Linked DNA regions of Canis lupus: region 1 is linked to region 2. A link is a contact called in public Hi-C data. All regions are on one chromosome and are shown on one strand. Each heading gives the region's core, a stretch centred on a gene start, on an enhancer-like site or on the middle of the called end of the contact. The rest is flanking DNA. Distances are from core to core; before and after follow the strand shown. Region 1 holds the start of LOC119869399 (non-POU domain-containing octamer-binding protein-like). Region 2 overlaps IQCM (IQ domain-containing protein M).

The links. A called contact is a pair of places that touch in the nucleus more often than the background predicts.
Region 1: a Hi-C map of skin fibroblasts shows a contact between it and region 2, with 2.9 times the contacts expected there. The contact joins the promoter of LOC119869399 here to the enhancer-like site in region 2. A contact is called at or near these places in 3 of 9 Hi-C or Micro-C datasets (amygdala, liver and skin fibroblasts).

The regions. Positions count from the first base shown.
Region 1 is chr15:48,300,446-48,303,188 of UU_Cfam_GSD_1.0, forward strand. It overlaps LOC119869399 (non-POU domain-containing octamer-binding protein-like), which reads left to right and starts at 1,312. Exons shown (of 5, transcript XM_038559176.1): 1 at 1,312-1,474. The coding sequence starts at 1,312.
Region 2 is chr15:47,848,738-47,851,437 of UU_Cfam_GSD_1.0, forward strand. The region is part of intron 13 of IQCM (IQ domain-containing protein M); the gene reads right to left. Among named protein-coding and RNA genes, the nearest start is that of IQCM, 400 kb to the right of the region's middle. Within about 2 kb of position 1,389, at least 2 of the 20 cell types and tissues checked have an H3K27ac peak or open chromatin away from gene starts, as enhancers often do.

The DNA of each region.
Region 1 (2,743 bases), core at 62-2,561, 450 kb after region 2:
GTGACTGCATGAAAAGTGTACCAGTGTGTTGTATTGCCTTATTTAAGAATTAAACATTAGGGCTAAAAATTCCAACGAAATATCACTTTCCTAATATTTAGTGCCAACCTACTGGTAAGGCAATAAATTAGAATATTTATCTGGTATTTTTAAATCAGTACCTTGTGATCAAAATTATACTCTTAAAATAAACCCAAATGTTATTTCCATTAGAAAAAAAAAGTAAAACCATATTTGGAGCTTACCTTCCTTCCTTATCACTACCCTTTTGTGGCTTGTATATCTTTTCTGAGTTTCTATAACTGGAACTCTAGAGTGATTCAAGAGTATAAGTTGGAAACATCCTAACAATGATTACTCAAGAAGGTATAAGAAGCCTACAAAGGAATTAGAGTAAAGAACCTAGCAGCTGAGCCTCTTTTAAGGACCTCAACACTTTTAGGGAAAAAAAAAGAGAGAAACATTTTTATGCATTTCAAATTAATCCACAATTCATTCATTGAATAAATATCTATTGGAAATGCTACACACTATTCTAGAAACCACAGGTCCACATGTAAATATGCCCCTACCCTTAAGGAGCTTATACTTTAGTGGGAAGGCAGTCTGGTAAACCACCAATTACAATACAGTATGACAACAGAACTATTAGAGGTATGTACAAGATACAAGAGAACATAAAAGAAACAGGACTCAATGTCTACCTGGAGGTGTCTGAGAAAAATTCACAAAGGAAAAAAATAAATGGAAAAGAGATTTTCTTAGCCTGGGAAGGATGAAACAGTATTCCAGGCAAATGGAATGGCATCTGGTCAAATCCAAAAGCATGAAAATACCTGCTTGATGTGCTTCAAAGAGATTGATATTGCTAACAGGTGAACTATGAGTGGAGAGTCAGAGCTAGGAGAAAAAACTGGGCCGATTGATAGGAAACAGATCAGTCATATCTGTCTACAAAATTCAGGCTTTATTCTACAGGTGATACACAAGGAACTATGACAAAGAGACCAATACTAGTTTCAAGTTTGCAAAGGTCACTCTAGCCACAAAACAAAGTCTAGATCAGAAGAGAAGCAGAGTAAGAACCCTATGCTGGAGATGTTAAGTGCCTAGTATAAATCAGTAGTCACAATAAATTGAAATGCAGGTTTGCTCAAATAACCTATTTAGGAACACAAACTTACAGAATTTGGTAATTTATAGGATAAAGCTTGAGAAAGAGGCAAGAATAACGCCAAAGCTTCTATCTTGATTTAAACAGGTGAAAGATCCGGGCAGAAAGAAGAGATTTGTGACTCCAGGTTAGGACACATGAGGCGTTTGTGGAATTTGCAGATAAAAATGTTGGATTTGCAGGTGCAGATGTTAGATCTGGAAGTCAGGAGAGAGATTTGGGCTAAAGATAGAGATTTGGATATGAAGACAGAAAGCACAGTTCAAGTGATGAACATGAATGGGTTTGCCCAGCTAACGGGTAGATGATAGAAGAAAGGACCCATGCTGTATGAGAGGTGAGCCAAGTCAACAAAATTCCTAAGGAGAGACGGAAGCCATGGAGACCACAGAGAGAGGGAACAAGTGGTTGTTGGTACCAAACGTTGCTGCTGGGACATGAAAAAGCACAGGAGGGAAAAGTTTACAGAATTGGATTACTAAGGAGCCATTAGTGCCTTTCAGAGGAGTGGGGAGGGAGAGCAGCTGAGTAGTGTGGGTTGTTTGTGAGGCTCAAACAGGATGTAAGCAAAGAGAGGTAGCAAATCCAGCTCTCTCTAGATGAACACACATTATCTTATGCACGTGGCAAATACACACTCACACTTTCAGCCCATGTGTTAAAACCATGCTAGGCTTGAGTAGATGGTTATGGTAAGCTGCCATCTATGCGATATGCCAAGAAGCCCCTTTCCCCCTGCAAAGACCTTTCCATCAATTGACCAATGCCTGAAAAATCTGATAGAACACAAAGCCTTTCTTCATACAATAATTAGAAATAAAACTTATAACTTACCTTAGAGGAGGTAAAACATGGGCACGTTTCAGTTTAAGCTGGACATTACCTTTGCTAACCCTTATCTGAGAGAAGGTTTGGGCAGGGTAAGGAGCCAGGAAGAATCTGAGAACCCTGGGAGAGAGGACAGAAAGGAAAGCCCAAAGTTACTGAAAATAAATTTTACCTGTCCAAAATTGTATTTAGTTCTACCCCTGTCTTCCATGGTTTTAGAGGTCACATTGTCATAAGCACAAAGATGCAGATTCCTAACCACTGGGAGAAGAATTCTTTCCCCTGGTTGCCAGAGAAGAGAATTACACTGACTAGTAATTTCACATTGTCTAAATTCCAGATAGCTTTAAATAAAAAGTCTACCCTTATTCTCCAACCCACATACTCATTTTCAGCTTCTACCTAATAATCTTGACACATTTCATTTGGTTTTACGGGGTTTTTTTTAAATATCTCTTTAGCATTAGTTAATTTTTTAATTGCCAAGAAAAGTTTTTAAAATCTATTATGGGTATTATGATATGGAACTATTAAGCTTGAACATATATACTGACTTTCAGATCTTTTTGAAACCTGTCATAAAGTCTTAACTTTTTTAAATACTCTGCTACTTTCATGAGCCTTCTAAAAAACCACTCATCAGAGCCATTTAGAAAGAAATATGACATTAAAAGGAGGCAAATTTTCCATGTATTATACTGCGATTTAGTAGTGCTCTCCCATTAACTCTAAATGTGTCTT
Region 2 (2,700 bases), core at 139-2,638:
CAGCAGGTTAGAACCAGTACAGCAGGGCCTGAACAGGTGCTGATGGAAGGACAGCAGGTAGACACCTTCACCAGGCTTCCTGCACTTCAGAGTGATGGCAGGATGGGGAATGCTGTTGCCGCCTATGGTGGCATGTGTATGAGCACACGTGAGATGTCCCAGAAATAACCACAGTAGGTGGACTGCCTTCAAAGAACCTAAAGGTTGCATAAAAGCAGATAGAAAATTCTGTGTGTGAATACATTTGTACATGTTACTTCACATATAGTAACCACATATACATATGTGTGCATGCACGTAGTTGGATATGATTTTGAAATATCAAAGGTTTGCTTCCCACTATTCACTGCTCCTAGCTCCCGCCTCTGCCATTCAGGCAACAGTAATGGCTTCCTGGAGGGTGACTGAAAGTAAATCACGTTTACTGACACTTATTGTTTCTGATACTTACCTATTCTGAAACAAGGAAACAGTTGTAAATAGCTAATAAATATTGCATTCTTAAATATTTGAACAGTCAAGTCCCTCTTTGTAATCTATAGGTGGAAAACGTATAGCTATTTACCAAACATCTATTTCAAATGAAGTGAGGAACTTTGCAACTCTCCACATATGCACTGCCCAACAGCAGAATAATCCTAGAACCAAAAGGACAGTGACATTTCAAGGAGGAGTTTTTATTTTTATTTTTATTTTTTATTTTTAAAGGGTTTTTAAAATTTATTCACGAGACACAGAGAGGCAGAGACATAGGCAGAAGGAGAAGCAGGGTCCCTAGAGGGAGCCCGATGCGGGACTAGATCCCAGGACCCTGGAATCATGACCTGAGCCAAAGGCAGAAGCTCAACCAGTGAGCCACTCAGGTGCCCCATCAAGGAGGAGGTTTTAAAACACAGAGTAAAAACAGTACTTTCAAAATAAAGGCTTCTACTTGGAAGAATACAACTTTGCTCAAAATGTACAGCATTTGGGATATCCACGACACCAGAATCTGAAGATATTAGCACATGGAATCTTTTCCAATGTCCAGAGAATAGGAATTGGACTAGCAAACTGGTGGAAACAAAAGAGAAGCTACTGATGCTTTTCTGAAAAAGAGCCAGGCACCCTATCCCCTTGTACCTTGCCCTGAGGAAATGGAAAAAGGGAAATCTCAATGACACAAAGCACATAGTTTGTGGAAAGATTTAGGAGTAAAGGAGTTTTGTTGAAGGGGCTGCTATCCTTTTGAAGAAACCAAGTGGCCAATATGGTGGTGCAACAGTGGCTGTGGGGAGGGTCTGGGTGTTGGTTGGACAGCCTTACAGAACAAATAGCAGCCCACCATGGTGTAGGAGGGCTACTGAGATTGCTGAGGTTCCCACGTGGGCAGGGGACTTCGGAGAAGACTGGCTGGCCAAAGGAGGCAAGGTCAGGACAGGGAAGTGACCAAGCATATGCACTTCTATGGCAGAGACTAAGGCCAGATGCCAATGAATGATTCCCAAGGTCCAACAGGCAAGAGTTAGACCTAAGGAGGCCAGCAAAGAGCAGAGATCACACAGAGGAGGTCTCTCACAAGGTGAAAGATGGGACAGTAGCCCTCTAAAGTGGGGGCCTGGCACAGAGTAAATAAGAATCGAGGACACAATTTGATGGTTAATAGAAGCAATAAGCACAGCAGAAAAACATGAAAGTTAGAGACGTAGCTCATAGAATACTAAGGAAAGCAGTCTGATTACTAATAGGAAAATCTTTTTTATGTGAAAGACTTGAGTATGAAACTCTACTTACTGTGCAATCAGAAAATAGGAGTTTCACAGAAAATGATATCAACCCACTGAAGGGGGAGAGGGAAAAGGAGCTGCCCTAAGTAACTTGAGAAAACAATGTTTTGACTGGGAACTGGAGGCTAATGACAAAATGCAAATGGGTAGATGCAGATGGATACATACAGAAATAATTATGTTTACAAACTTGGCTTAGTACTCACATCTATATTTCCTAGATCTGCCTACTGATGGAGGCTGGAAACCTTAGCAACAATGAACACATTCAGTGCCCAGATTTGGGTTTCTAAAGACTCTTCTTCAATAAAAAGAACCAAGGGGTGGGGTGCCTGGGTGGCTTGGTCAGTTAAGCAGCAGACTCTTGATTTTAGCTCAGGTCATGATCTCAGGGTCCTGAGATGGAGCCCACTTAAGACTTTCTCTTTCCCTCTCCCTCTGCCCCTCACTCTTCTCTCTCCACACTCTTCCCCTAAAATAAAGGAACCGAGTCTTTGGAGAAATGTCTAGTTCTAAGGTCAGGGCAGGGGCAATACAAGATGAGTCTGCAGAATCTTGTAATGCCAGAAAGTAAGAAAGAGCTCAGATAACAAAAGGATAGGGGTATTTCAAAAGGACTGGAAATGAACTTGAAAGTGCACCCAATGTCTAAAACTGGAACAACTTGAACAACAAAAACAAAGGAATGTAGTATTAGATTATAACTCAAAGTATAAAAGAAATATCATGAGTATATGTAAATAAATGATTGAATATATAGATGGGGGAGGAAAAAAACTTCATTACATAACAATTCTTCCTAAGTTATGTAGCTATCCCCATTTCCCAGAGGAAATGTTTCATTTCCCTCCCAGACCTCCTTGAGTGTGACCTGGATTTAGTTATGGGATTTCAGACAATAGACTGCAGAAAATGGGTGAGGGGAAAGTCACTA